Linked DNA regions of Mus musculus: region 1 is linked to region 2. A link is a contact called in public promoter capture Hi-C data. All regions are on one chromosome and are shown on one strand. The core of a region is the stretch at or near the end of the contact, and the rest is flanking DNA. Distances in the headings are between cores, read along the strand shown.

What was found. Promoter capture Hi-C pulls out the DNA fragments that hold promoters and counts their contacts.
Region 1: a promoter capture Hi-C map of pre-B cells shows a contact between it and region 2, with 5 times the contacts expected there. The contact joins the promoter of Smarce1 here to the promoter of Snx11 in region 2. A contact is called at or near these places in 2 of 39 promoter capture datasets (liver and pre-B cells).

The regions. Positions count from the first base shown.
Region 1 is chr11:99,229,742-99,236,976 of GRCm38.p6, reverse strand. Smarce1 (SWI/SNF related, matrix associated, actin dependent regulator of chromatin, subfamily e, member 1) reads left to right here and starts at 5,960. Exons shown (of 11, transcript NM_020618.4): 1 at 5,960-6,575. It overlaps Krt222 (keratin 222), which reads left to right. Exons shown (of 6, transcript NM_172946.3): 4 at 436-512; 5 at 708-840; 6 at 1,830-4,216. The coding sequence ends at 2,058.
Region 2 is chr11:96,775,622-96,782,839 of GRCm38.p6, reverse strand. Snx11 (sorting nexin 11) reads left to right here and starts at 5,285. Exons shown (of 8, transcript NM_001163389.1): 1 at 5,285-5,385; 2 at 5,779-5,872.

The sequences.
Region 1 (7,235 bases), core at 4,711-7,210, 2.5 Mb before region 2:
TCACCTAGTTTCTGCAGTCTAAGCAGTAACATGTTTCTGAAGTTGTATTATTTTTCTGGGCATCTAATCCTTGCCCCATTCCTCTCCTACACACACACTACATCCCCCACTTTCAGGCTGGCTCAGAACTTGATATTTATTAGTCTCATCCAGCTCCTTTGGTAATACAGATACATCTGTATACAATGTAGAAAACTGGTCTGTGTAGTATTCTAATCCTTATAAAACTAGCTCCTAGTATCCCTCCATGCTCCCTTGTGCCTTGGAGACTCACTGGGATGCTGCATGGCCTGCCTCATCACTGTGAATTCTGACTAGTATTCCCATTGTGTGACCTTAACAACTTACCATTCTCTTATCTGTTCCCTTTTGTTTGTTTGTTTTTATTTTTATTTTGCTACCGCAGTGTTGTTTCTATGACTCTTTCCATTTCAGATATTATGGTTGTATCCAAGGAGAGAAAAAAGAAGAAAAGCCTACCAAGAGTAAAGTTGGCTTTCTTCTCCCCTCAGGTGAGTTTCTGACATGATAACCTAATTTGAAAATAGATGTATTATTGGTGGAGACGATACAGAAATTTCTCCAAAGCAGCAAAAAGAGAAATGTTCAGTTTGTTGATGATGTGACTCCGCACCCCACACACACTAAAATGTACTTTATTTTTCTTGCCTTTTTCATCATTGTAACTTCATGTAACATTTTCACAGCCATTATAAATGAAATCTCCTTTTCAACAAAAGTCTCCCAAAAGTATGAAAATGAAAATATGGAGACAGTGACCAAACAGGCAGTAGTGAACAGAGACGTGAAGGAGAGCGCGGAGGCCCACGGCACCATTCAGTAAGTAAAAGTGCTTGACTCTGGAATAGTACTAAGTGTGAGAAGACTCACTTCAATTAAGCAGTCTTAGCGGTCCTTTTCAAATATTTCAAACACTTCCAATACACTATGATTTTTCAGGCAGTCATGAATATACACACATAGCAACACAAAGAAAAGTGTGTAAAGAATTCACCTTTTTTTCTCTCTCTCTCTCTAAAACTAAAATCAGAGCATAAGAATTGTGTAGAACCCCAGCACTCAGGAGGCAGAGGAAGGAGGGTCTCTGTGAATCCAAGGCCTGTTTGGTCTACAGACTGAGTTCTAGAATAGGCAGGACTATATATATCAAGAGACCCTGTCTAAAAAAAAATTACAAATAAATAATTTTTAATTAGAAAAGTGTATATATCCCACATAATCCTATATTTAAAATTATATTCTTATAGTTGTTAAACTTGTGTCAATTAGAAAGTCCACAGCCTGAGGGCAGAGCGATGGCTCAGAGGTAAAGAGCCTCTCAGCTTCTCACTACTCCAGGTCCAGGGACGCTGATGCCTTCTCTTAACCTCTGCAAGCACCAGGCATGCAAGTGGTACACATACATATATACATAATACATGCAGACAGACAGACAGACAGACAGACATGCAGACATACATGCGTGTAGACATACATACATACATGCATGCATGCAGACATACAGACATACATACATGTAGACATACATACAGACATGCAGACATACATACATGCATGCAGACATACATACATACATGTAGACATACATACATACGTACATACATGCAGACATACAGACATGCAGATATACATACATACACATACATACAGGCATACATACATGCAGACAAAACACACATGAAATACAATCATCTAAACTGTTAAAATCCTACACCCTATACATTATACACATTTCTCTTTCATGAATATGAACTATACATTGCGTCTATTTCTTCTTCTGTAAAAACGAGTTTGTTTTCTCATTTCAGGACAGAGAAAGTGGATGAAGTTATAAAAGAATGGGAAGGTTCATTCTTTAAAGATAACCCTCGACTGAGGAAAAAGTCCGTCTCTCTCCGGTTTGATCTCCATCTAGCAGCCACGGATGAGGGCTGTTTAGAGAGTAGACAAGATAATCTGCCAGATATCGAAGTCAGACTTATCATGAGAAGATCCTGCAGTATTCCCTCCATCAAACCCCCACCAGGAACCAACTAACCCAGAGAGAGTGTTTAGCAAGGGCACCAGGATGGACCTATGTAGGCCATACAGACCCCCAGTCCCAAGTGTAAGTTATTTTACATGGATAGATAGTGTTAAGATGCTGTGGGCTCTGGCTCTCTTCAGAGAACACATAAGTAAGAGATGCTGCAGCTAGGACTCCAAAGATGAGCAGGGGTTTTTTGCTGTTTTGTTTTGTTTTGTTTTTTGAGAGGGGCTGCTTAAAAATAAATCAGAAATCCAGTGTGGATTCTGTTTTATTTGTCATCTAAATAGTCTTTATTCTGGCGAGCTTTATCAGAGACTTTAAGTATTAAGGTGGCTTCATTAAGCCTGTAATTTTCCTCAAAAGCTAAACATCCCAAGGAAAACAAAATAGCTTGTTTGAAAACTGAAGAGCTACGGTGAGTTACTCTCCGTGGTTTCAGGACCAGCTGAACCTAGAATGTTCCACTTCTAAAAAGGCAGCAGTTAGGAACAAACTGTTTAAGGAGCAGACTCAGTATTCACTTAGGACTTTCCCTTTTGAGACAATCATTTGAACCCTGGGAATGACGAAGTGTTCCATCCATGAGCGATTCTGAATGGACTGTAGAGCACTCTCCAAGGCAATTTTGATTATTAATAAAATTGGGTTACTCTATATCTTTATCTTAAAGCTTTTTAAAAATCAGTATCGGGAGAGTTAGTTTGTTGAAAGTTAAAGGTTGTACACACACACACACACACACACCCGGACATACACACACTCCAGCTGTACAAACCTTTTAAAGCACATTGAGATTGTGGTGAATCCAGTTACCAGGACAGTTACCCAGCTGCTCACCATCTGCAAAATGAAGTGTGAGTAGCGTGTGCTATGGGCCTGAGAGGAAAGAGTCTATGAACTCAGAGAAATAGTCCTTGCAGTCATTTCTGTGAGCTAACAGCATAGTACTGCTATCTGAGCTAAGAGTGCCTGCAGAACTTGATTTTAAATTGTTCAAACTGTAATAAATAGAGATGTAAAATATATTTGTGAATAAGTGAAAAATTGTTGCAAAGTTGTTTTCTGGTTTTGTTTTTAATTGTTATTATTTACTTGCTATACATATATGCTTGCACCCCAGAAGGAGGGCATCAGATCTCATGACAGATGGTTGTGAGCCACCATGTGGTTACTGGGAATTGAACTCAGGACCTCTAGAAGAGCAGCCACTGCTCTTAACCTCTGAGCCATCTCTCTAGCCCCATTGCAAAGTTTGTTTTGTTTTTTAAAAAACAACCTAAATTTGTTTAATGCAGGTACATTTACTTTGAGACCTTAAATAGTAGATATCTGTTTTACGACATTTAGATATTTTAGGCTTTTTTTTTCCTAAACAACAACAAATAAGGAGTACAAACCATTGGCCACTGTTCTTTGTTCTCAGCTCAAGTATCATCTAAGGGCTACAGCTATATTAGCATTTTAGTGGGGCCTTCAAAGCCCACCCTCCTCTCCCCCTCCCTCCCTCTCCACATGTGTGTATATATGTTGACTAGTAAATATGCTTTAGCCACAAGGAACTTACATTAGTTAGCTTTTAGTGTAATCCAGAGGTTTAACGTTCCCCTTTTTCATTACTCCAGGTTGCCTTCAGCCTGACTCACTCTAGTTAGTGAGTAAAAATGAACGATGCTGTTCTTCAATGTTACAACAGCATATTAAGCACTTATTCTTGAATAAGCGCCTGACCTAAAATTGCATCCTACACATTAAATGTTTCTTTCAGGCTGGGGGTACCGCAAGGTGGCAGAACTTCACCTAGCACATAGGAGGCACTGGGTCTGGACCTCAGGGAAAAAAAAAAGGGAGGGGGAGTATTCATCATTAAATGCTGCTACTTTATTAAAGCTTTGACTGCAATCATATTAGCCATTGTACTGGTTACTGCATTATGCAACAACAATTACGATAAAGCGATACATTTAGTGCAATCTACTGCAGTGTTGGGACTGGGCATTGTGAATTAACAGCTTGCTAGAGAAGTTCCACTGTGTGGCTATTCTGTGTGTAACATGCAGTACTTGAATTTGTAAATGAGTTTTGTTTGCTTTGAGGCATTTTAAAATCAGAATATGAATTTACCAAAGTAAATGATGCCACCATAATAAAAAAAAATTTAAACATGAACTCTAAGGCTTCCTTGTATTTGGGTTCTCCTATTTCAAAGATGTCTGTGCATGGTTAAGCCAAACAAAGCTAAATCACTTGAGGAAGACAGCTCCAGTGATAGGAGATGAAGGGTTTAACTTGGTTTCCAAGATAAATTAAGGATTAAGTTTTAAAATCCAGCTAGGTGCTGACAGTACACACCTGCGATCCCAGCTCGTGGAAGGCAGAGGAAAGATTTTGAGTTCCAGACCAGCCTGAACTACGTAGTAAGATCCTACAAACACACACACACACACACACACACACACACACACACGCATCATAACCATAATTATAAAATCCTATAATTCTGGGGAGATATAATAGTAGACAGCATTATTTGAAAAGTGCTGCAGGCCGGGTGTGGTGGCGTACGCCTTTAATCCCAGCACTCGGGAGGCAGAGGCAGGCAGATTTCTGAGTTCGAGGACAGCCTGGTCTACAGAATGAGTTCCAGGACAGCCAGGGCTACACAAAGAAACCCTGTCTCGGAAAACCAAAAAAAAAAGAAAAAAGGAAAGGAAAGAAAAGTGCTGCAGGACCTGTTCGGGACCCTGGATTCAATCCCTAGCGCCTCACAGAAGTAAAAAGAACAAGAAAGAATGCCATGCCGCTGTCCACTTAGAACTCAATCAATTCCCCTTTTTTAAGCCAATTTTGTGCCAGCCCTTTCCCACCACAGCATGCAGACACCGCTGAGTTTCAGAGAACTAACTGCCCAGCTGGGAATGGCACCTTGCAGCATGCATGCGCGTGCACACATGCTCCGGAGCACTGTGCCTGTACCCCCTTTTCCACCATTCCATAGTCCTTGCTAAGACCGGGAAGTAACAAGGCTGGAATTACTGGGCAGAGGAAGAAGCCACTGGATCCCTGCTGTAATTGTGTGGATCCTACATTCACCTTCTCTATGCTCTTTGTGTTAAAAAAAAAACATTTTCAGATCATTCCCTTATGCTATGCATTCATCTGAAAACAAAACAAAACAAACCTCTCCTTTAGTCTTTCCTTACAATACCGGTTCATTTCGATAATTTCACCAGAGTATGAAAATATTGGGCGATGGAAGAACTGGACAGTATTATCACTTATCACTTCTAAAGATACCTCACTTCCTGTTGTCACAACCAGGATAAGGGCCAACAGGTAGTCCCAGCATTCAGCCAGTTTCTCTAGATGCTAACATTGACCTTAGATAACCACAGATGCTCTGTTCATTTTTCCTCCACCGTGACGTGACCCACACTAGCCAAGTGTTCTCTACTTTGTATAATCCGCCAAAGTATTCGTTAATTAGTTTAAAAAAAAAATAGCCCTGGAATGGTCCAGAAAGGTGGCTCCACGCACACTCACTGAACAATTACATGTCTAGCCCTTAGAAATCATTGGTAATTATGAAATTGTCCGGTCCAGATGCCTAAAACTTTGTTTTCAAGACTTTCCAAGATAGCAGATGGCCCAATCCCATATAGAGGGTATCAGATACAGGACCGGCTTGGGAAAGTTCCAGGAGGGCATCACAAAGAAACACTGAACTGTTTAAAGACAAGCGAGGCTGAGCTGAACTGGCCCTCCTGGGAAGGGATGTGAATTGTCACAGGTATGCCAGCTGGAAGGAGTGAGCTGACATCTGAGGACCCTAGGCGCAGAAACCCGCCGCCATCACTCGACCTCTAGAAACATCTGGGAAAACTACAAAACTCCCGTGTTGCTTTTCGCTTAGGCGGAGGCAGGGGAGCCCCGCTGGGCGCCAGCAAGGACCTAAACGCAGCGACCCGGGTCCTCCCCGCCTACATTCTCCATCTTCTCCATTCATACGTCCATCAGCGGAGGACTGAAGACCAGAGCGAAGGGAAAAGCCAGAGTGCATGGTGTGTGGGAACTGCGTCCCACCCTCTCCCGGGAGAGGCTCCGGCGAGCCTTTCCCCTCCGGCGCCCGCCTCACGCGGCGGCGCCCACCGCCTCAGTGAAGCCCCGGGCGCGCAGTCTGCGCAGTTCCTGCCGCCGGGCCGCGAACCAGGGCCCGCAACGCGGCCCAGCCTTCTCCGCCCTCCTCGCCGTGACGAATCGGCGCCCGACTGGGACGGGATCCAAATTGGAAGACTTCTGAGGAAACCCAGGAGCCTGACGAAATTTTTTTTAAAAATCCTTGGCGCCCTAAGCCTCGCCGCGTGCTCACTGGAAGGGCTGTTCGTCTGCCGGGAGCCGGCCGCGGCCGGCAGACAATTCCCGGGAGCGTGTGGAAAGTGCGAGCGCGGAAGCTCCGGCGCGAGGGGCGGGGCGAGCGCGGGACAAAGGGAAGCGAAGCCGGAGCTGCGGGCGCCTGCTCGGCCCGCGGGTGAGTGTTTCCCAGTGGGCCCAACCCGGTCGGGGAAGGGTGGCGAGCGGTGGTGTTTCTGCTTGGCGGGACCCCGAGCTCCCGCGGGGTGCTGGGGTTCGGCCTCGGCTGCGAGGCGGGAGCTAGAGCCGGTGCGGCCTCGGTGAGGCCTAGCGGCGGCGGGGCAACCCCGTCCGGAACAGCTCCTCGGAGGCGCCGGTAGTCCCTTTCCGCGGGACTCCCGACGCCGGTGAGCACCAATGCACAACCCCCTGCAGGGGAGTTTCCAGAAAAGCTCGCCCTCCGCCCGCCACAAAACTCCAGGGAAAGGATCTCCGGAAACCCTCTGGGCAAGGCCAGCGGGGATCCTCACCCACCACGAAGGTGGTCGTCCCCCCCCCCCTTTGTTTATTTTTATTTTTTATTTGGTTCAGGCAGCGACTTAAGGATTCCCGGGGTGGCCTGGAGTGAAGTCTGAGACGGTGTGGGTTGGGTTTAAACCCATCTCTGACAATTCCGGGTCTCTGGCCTTAGACACTTAATCGCCCCGAGACTGTTTTCTTCCTTTGTAAAATGGGGACAGTCATACGCATCGGGTAGGGTCGTTGTGACTAGTGAGTAAGACTGTGTTATAAGCCTGACCAGTAAGGTAATTAATTCAATAAATACAGAGTTGCGTCC
Region 2 (7,218 bases), core at 4,036-6,535:
AGTGTTGGGGGTTGGAAGGGATTAGGGTGGAGTAAGGGTTGGAAGGGTGGTAGATAATAGAACCCAAGAAAGTAGAAAGAAAAAATAGACCAATGGAGTTACAGTTGTGAGCTTCAATGTTGGGAAATTGAACCCTAGTCCTCTGGAAGAGCAGCCAGTGCTTTTAACCACTAGGCCATCTCTCCAGCCCTTAAATATATTTTATACACAAAGTCAGGAGGTATTTTTAGCATGTCTGCATTCTGCCTGGGACCCGCATGAAATCTCTGCAGCAGGGTACTGATGCTCAATATGTTTTGAGTATTTTTGAGTGTGAATTGTTCCAGTTGCTTAGAACTGTGGTTGTTATTTCCTAGCATGTTTTGTATAAAGATTGGCCCTAACATTAACAGTTAAAATTTTCTAGGCAGGACAGCACATACATATACTGTCAGCATTTAGAAAGCTGAGGCAGGAGAATTATGAAATTCAGGGGAACCTGGGCTGTGTAGTAAAAGCCTAGGCCCCCCCCCCCCCAAATAAAGAAGGAAAAAGAGACACTTAATGAGTATTTGAGCACAGAGTTGGCCATGTAAGGATAATAGAAGTGTTTCCTTTCAAGCAAAAATTTACCTTTGGAAATGTGGTGTCTACCATAGTGAGTCTGACAAGTTCCTCTGAGATCAGTGATGATATTAACATGATTAAAAAGGTTTTTATTTTATTTTATTTTATTTTATTTTATTTTATGAAATTGGAGAGATGTCTCAGTGGTTAAGAACATTTGTTGCTCTTGCAAAGGACCTGAGTTTGGTTTACAGTGCTTGTGTTGGGTGGCTCACAATAAGCAATAAGCTGTAATTCCAGCCCTAAGTCCAACACTCTCTTCTGACCTCAGGGGACTTTAATGTATGTATGTATGTATGTATGTGGGTATATATATATATATATATATATTCACACACATATACATATGATAACACACACATATAGGATATGTGTGTGTAAATGTATTCTCTCCCTACCCCATGTGTGTACCTGTGAAGTCAAGAGGACAACTTGTGGGAATTAGTTCTCTCCTTCACCATGTGAACTCAGGTCACCAGGCTTAGTGGTAAATGCACTTGGCAAATGAGCTATCTCACAAGCCCCTTACTTGATTATTTTAAATTCGGGGCTGGAGAGATGGCTCAGAGGTTAAGAGCACTGGCTGCTGTTCCAGAGGTCCTGAGTTCAATTCCCATCAATCACACTGTGGCTCACAACCATCTGTAATAGGATCTGATGCCCTCTTCTGGCCTGTAAGTGTACATGCAGACAGAGCACTCATGTACATAAAATAATGAAATGCATCAACATGGGAAGCAGACAGGCTATCACACTGTAGTCAGGCTGTTCGAGAACTCACTGTGTAGTCCATCCATGGCTTCAAAGGTGAGGCACTCTTCGTGGTGCAGCTTCTGGAGAAGTCCTGGAACTGCAAGTGTGATCACAACCACGTCTGACTTTTGAGCTCATATTTTGGATACAGTTTCAGATTTTGTTTTGCATCCAACTTTTTCTTGTTTGTTTTTCAAGACAGGGTTTCTCTGTATAGCCCTGGCTATCCTGGAATTCACTTTGTAGACCAGGCTGGCCTCCTGCCTCTGCCTCCCGAGTGCTGGGATTAAAGGCGTGCGCCACCACGCCTGGCTGCATCCAACTTTTAAAGAATCAACACTTGGTGGGAGCTTGCAGTCTAACTCAGTGTTTAAGAGCCTGTGCTGTGGAGGCTGGAGAGATGGTTCAGTAGTTAAGAGCACTGACTGCTCTTCGGAAGGCCCGAGTTCAAATTCCAGCAACCACATGGTGGCTCACAACCATCCATAATGAAATCTGACGCCCTCTTCTGATGTGTCTGAAGACAGCTACAACATACTTAAATATAACAATAATATAACAATAAATCTTTTAAAAAAAAAAAAGCGCGTGTGCTCTTGCAGAGGATCAGGGTTTGGTCCCCAGTATCTGCATTTGCATGAGTAACTCCAGCTCCAGGGACCTGGCATCCTCTGTAGTACAGCCACTTTAAGCATATCCCCAACTAGTTTACAAATAAATGGGACTTGGGCTATGGTTATTTTATTACAATAATGGGGGGAGGGGCTAATCTACTCTTGTAACTGCTGGTCTGGCTGCCTCCCTAGTGGTGTACCCCAGACATTTGCTGTTTCTCCTGGCTATGTGCTCATGTCCCATCTCCCCTCATGGCGGCTTCCTCCTCCTCCTCTCTCCATTCTCTTTCATCCCTCCTAACCTGGTATCTCAAATCCCACCTACCTCTAATCCCTCCAGTAATTGGCTGTAGCTAATTTCATTTAACCAATAGTTTGAAATCAAGGAACAAAGTTTGCACAACAAAAGCTTGTTTAACTCACCTAGTCATTGTAGGTCTCGACTTTCCGGTATAGAATTTAGCATTACAATACATAGCGACCTATCAATCCCTCAAAAATTCCCTTCTGTCCTCCATAGGTACCTGCACACACAAGTAGTACATACACACCTGTGCTCGATCACGAGTGCGCGCACACACACGCACACGCACACTCTCTGGTGCACACACACACCTTTACAAAGAAATCAGCATTTGTCAGCTGAGCGTGATGGTGCACCTGTAGAACCAGGATTGTGTATTTTCCAATGGAGGTAATCTTGGTCTACATAGTTAGTTCTGGGCCACCCAGGTTGGATAATGAGACTTCATCTCAAAATGAAAGCAGAGACAGAGACAGAGAGGGGGAGCACTATTTGATATGTTTTGTTATAGCAAAGGAATATTCCCAGTTGCTGGAGAAAGCCAACCCCCCCCAATAACATTTGTTATTCTTCATCTACCAAAACAAGAGCATGAAAGAGAAATGAAAGAGCAAATAAGAATCCAGCTGTCTCCTTCTAAGCCAAATACTAAAGACTTACAAATTCGTAACACAGAACTGTTCTTGCTTTTTTTGTCTTTGAAAATATAGATTATAAAATGTTAATAGGCAGTCCTTTATTATTTTCATTTTTATTTTGTAATTCTTTTTTTTTAAAAAGATTTATTTATTATTATACATAAATACACTGTAGCTGACTTCAGTCACACCAAAAGAGGGTGTCAGGTCTCATTACAGGTGGTTTGTGAGCCATCATGTGGTTGCTGGGATTTGAACTTCAGTGCTCTTCAGTCAGTGCTCTTACCTGCTGAACCATCTCTCCAGCCCCTATTTTGTAATTCTTTAACTGTATCTATTTGCTTCTCTGTAGTGTCTAGTTTTATGCCTATGAGTGTCTTGTTGTATGTTAAGTGCCCCTCATGAGTGTAGGGCCCATAAGGGTGTCAGAATGCTGGATGAGTGCCATCATGTGGGTTCTGGGAACTGAACCCAGGTCCCCTGCAAGAACAAGTGCTCTTACCTGATGTGCTGGCTCTCCTGCCTCAATCTCTCAATTTTTATTTCTAAGTCAGTGATTTCTACATTAGCAAAAGCTATTAAATGTCCCTATGATTTTAAAAGTTTGTGTAAAAGGATCCTGAGACCAAAGGCCTGAGAAATTCTGTTTTGAATTACATAAATAATATCCACCTGGATTGGTAACTACCATTGTGTTTTGCACTGGCTCTACAAACATTTAGGAGCAGTTCAAGTCAGTGTAGTACTGGGTTTTCATCTGACCCACACTTTTATAAGAGCCCATCTGTTTTTAAGGGGAGTTAGGATTAGAGAAATGACTTTGAGGTTGAGAGTACTTTCTGTTCTTGTATAGGTGCAGGGTTCAGTTCCCAACACCCACACAATGGTTCCAACTACTTCTAACTCCAGTGCCAGGAGATCTAAGGCCCTCATCTGGCCTCGTAGGGTTTCAGGTAGACACATGGTACACAACCTATTTATAGGCAAAACAGCTACAAAAAATAAAAATATTTATTTTTGATGTGTGTATGCCTCGGATCCATTGAAGTGGGAGTTGCAGGAATGTGTGAACTGTGTGAATTTGGGGGTCCTGAACTCATCTTCTGAAGCCATTTTGCCAACTCCTGTCTTGCTGTTTTTGAGGCAGGGTCTTAGGTAGCCCAAGCTAGCCTGAAACTCACTATATAGTTGGCGTTGGCCTTCAGTTCCTGCCTCTACTTCCAAGTGCTGGGGTTACAGAGGTAAAATTAACTTTTTTTTTAAAGACTTATTTATTTTTATTATATGTAAGTACACTGTAGCTGTCTTCAAACACTCCAGAAGAGGGAGTCAGATCTCATTACAGATGGTTGTGAGCCACCATGTGGTTGCTGGGATTTGAACTTCAGACCTTTGGAAGAGCAGTCGGGTGCTCTTACCAACTGAGCCATCTCACCAGCCCTAAAATTAACTTTTTAACAGATCAAGGAGGCTTTTCGTTTGTGTTTTCCAACAGCCTTACTCCGTATCCTAGAGCTCACTATATGTCTTTAATGGCCAAGTGTTAGGATTCTGGGCGTGAGCCACTTCCATTGGCTTAAGAGGACTTTAAGATATTTTTTTTTGTCTTTTTAAAAAAGATGTATTTATTTATTACATGTAAGTACACTGTAGCTGTCCTCAGACACTCCAGAACAGGGCATCAGATCTCATTACAGATGGTTGTGAGCCACCACGTGGTTGCTGGGATTTGAACTCAGGACCTTCCGAAGAGCAGTCGGGTGCTCTTACCCCCTGAGCCGTCTCTCCAGCCCGGACTTTAGATATTTCTATAGTAAGCATTTTCACCGGCTTTTTCTTGCTTACTAACTGTATGATCCTTCTTTGGGCTTGACAACTGTTGTCAACTTTCTCGTCTGCTGTTGGGATAATCTGTGGGTTTTCCAAATCAAACTGGCAGTGCCCTTGACAGTTTAGATGGGGAACTGCAACCTCTGAGGTTCAAACCCAGACTTTCGAGATCTTAGATCTTAGTAAGGCTTCAGGAACGCGAGAAACCTCCCACACTTACTGCTCTTTAACACCCTGAAGACGTTTAGGCTCCTAAGATGCTTTCGTCGGCCTTCAAACACGTTCCCTGAGCGCTGATTGGCCCGCCTAATGGCGGTGGGCGGGACACGGCACCGGAGTGGACTTTGCGGGGTCTCGGTCTTTGCGCTCCGCCTCCCGCGCCCCCTAGCGATTTCCGGAAAGATGCGGATTTCAGCTTAGGCCTGGGCGGGATGGAGAGCCTCCTCTGACCAGCGATCGCCACTGAGAGCCCTGGTCTTCAGGGGTGGGGCGTCCGGGACACTCAGGATTGGCCCGTCGGGAGCCGCCTCCCGTCGTGCACCGGGGCACCGGCGACTCACCCGGAAGGAGAAGCCGGTATCGGACTATATGGTGCGGTGCTGGTGGTGTCGCTGTGGAGAGCTGCTGCTGCTGCTCTCAGGTGAGGGGGCGTGGGCGTGGCCGCGGCTCGTAGGTGCTGCTTGGGAATGGGATGCTGGCTTGAGCCGTGGTGGTGGCATTTGAGTGATGGCCTCGGTTGACACACTAGGGAGGGGGCTGCCTTACTGCCTGGTATGAAAGTGAGGGCTTGCTGGGACCCAAGAAGAAAGGAAGCCTGGCTTTTCAATATACCTTGAAAATCGTCTTTCCGTCCCGATTTAGCCGGGAAAAGAGAAGGACCGTTGGGCTGGTTTCCATCTGAGTTTGCTAAAGAATGGAAAGGAGTGGCCGGAGTCAGAATTAGGGATGTCTACCCAAGTGGCCGGCAGTGGAAGGGAATGGCAGATATTTTTCGCAGATACTGGAAACTATGCTCTTCCTTTGTTACTTGCAGGTGAAAGGAGTGGGTTACCGACTGAAAAATGAGAACAGCTGCTTGATGGACGGGACAGGTTTTCTGTCAGGCGGAAGAGCTTCCTCGAACACCTGTGGGTATTTAGGAAGGCGAGGTTTTAGAATTGCTGTCTGTTGACACCAAAGGCTCAAGAACGAGTAAGGAGGGGCGGGAGACTCCTTGGTGCAATCTTTTTTACAGCCTGATGTGTTTTTTACGTGTCCCTTGAAGTAGTTTTAAGAGGCGGAGAAAATGAGAAAGCTTTGAATTGCTCCCCTGAATTAGCAGCTGTGAGCTTTACAATGCGTCAAACTTTGTACACACCAAACCCCTTGGCTCTTTCCCGGGACTATGGGTGCTGGTACTGCCGAGGGAAGCAGTGAGCGCTTCAGATGGGATGGAAAAGGCCCCGGGAATGTAGTTAGCATGGAGTAAGTTTCCTCACCTTTCGAGGTTACTTGACTCTGCCCTTCCTTAATGGATGCACAGATCCACCTCTTTGGACGGGTCATGGAGGTGAAGTTAAGAACTTGCTGTTTCTCCAGGAATAACGACTGAGAGTGGTGTCGTTGGGAAGGACAGTGATGAAGAGCAGTGGTTGTTGGAAACGGAGTCTGCTTTTTGCAGTCTCAGTGTCTTAGGGGAAATTGACCACCAGAACCTTCTTAGTGCCTTTTACGCTTAGCCTTGAGCCTACAGAGACCCAGGAGACTTGGAATGTCTTAAAAGACAGTTTATTTGTTTCTCTATGACATTAGCTCCAAAACAAAGGAGAAAAACTTCCACATGGGGGTGCTGCAGGCCCCTAGCAAACTCTTTATACCAAACGTCTGATGAACAGTTACTGAACTAGAGTCTTGAGTTTCACAGACTTTTCCAGGCAGAGTGGTGTGATCTCCCCTAAGTGGATAGATGCCTTTCTTTCTTGTCATCTTTTCTGTTGTACTACAAACACAAACCAAACCAAACAACAACAACAACAACAAAACCACTTAAGAATATTTAACTTTCTGTTCTTCCGTTGGCAGTTTAGCAAGCGCCTAAGAGGAGAAGAGAGGGGGAAATCCCAGCAGGCTAATTAATATTCACAGAAAGCCTGTTGGTTTTGGTCACAGATCTTTGTCTGTACCCGTCTGGACTGTCGGACTGGGTTATTGGGGAATTGAGATTTCCTGCCTTTCAGTCTAGGGCCTCTTGGAGGTGGTGACTGCTGCGGATGAAAAAAATCAGACTGTCAGCAAGAATGCTGTTTATTATGGTGTTGAAATCACAAAACCTCGGGTTTGCTCCACAGTTCAGCTCTGTTTTGTTATCTGCCATGCAGCTTTGTCCCCGCATGCCATGTCTGTCTGTAGAGAGACCTTCTGGGATATTGGGAAGAATTGCAAAAGCTGTTTGCTTTGCTAATTTCATGCCGTAAACGAGTTTCCCTTCCTTTGA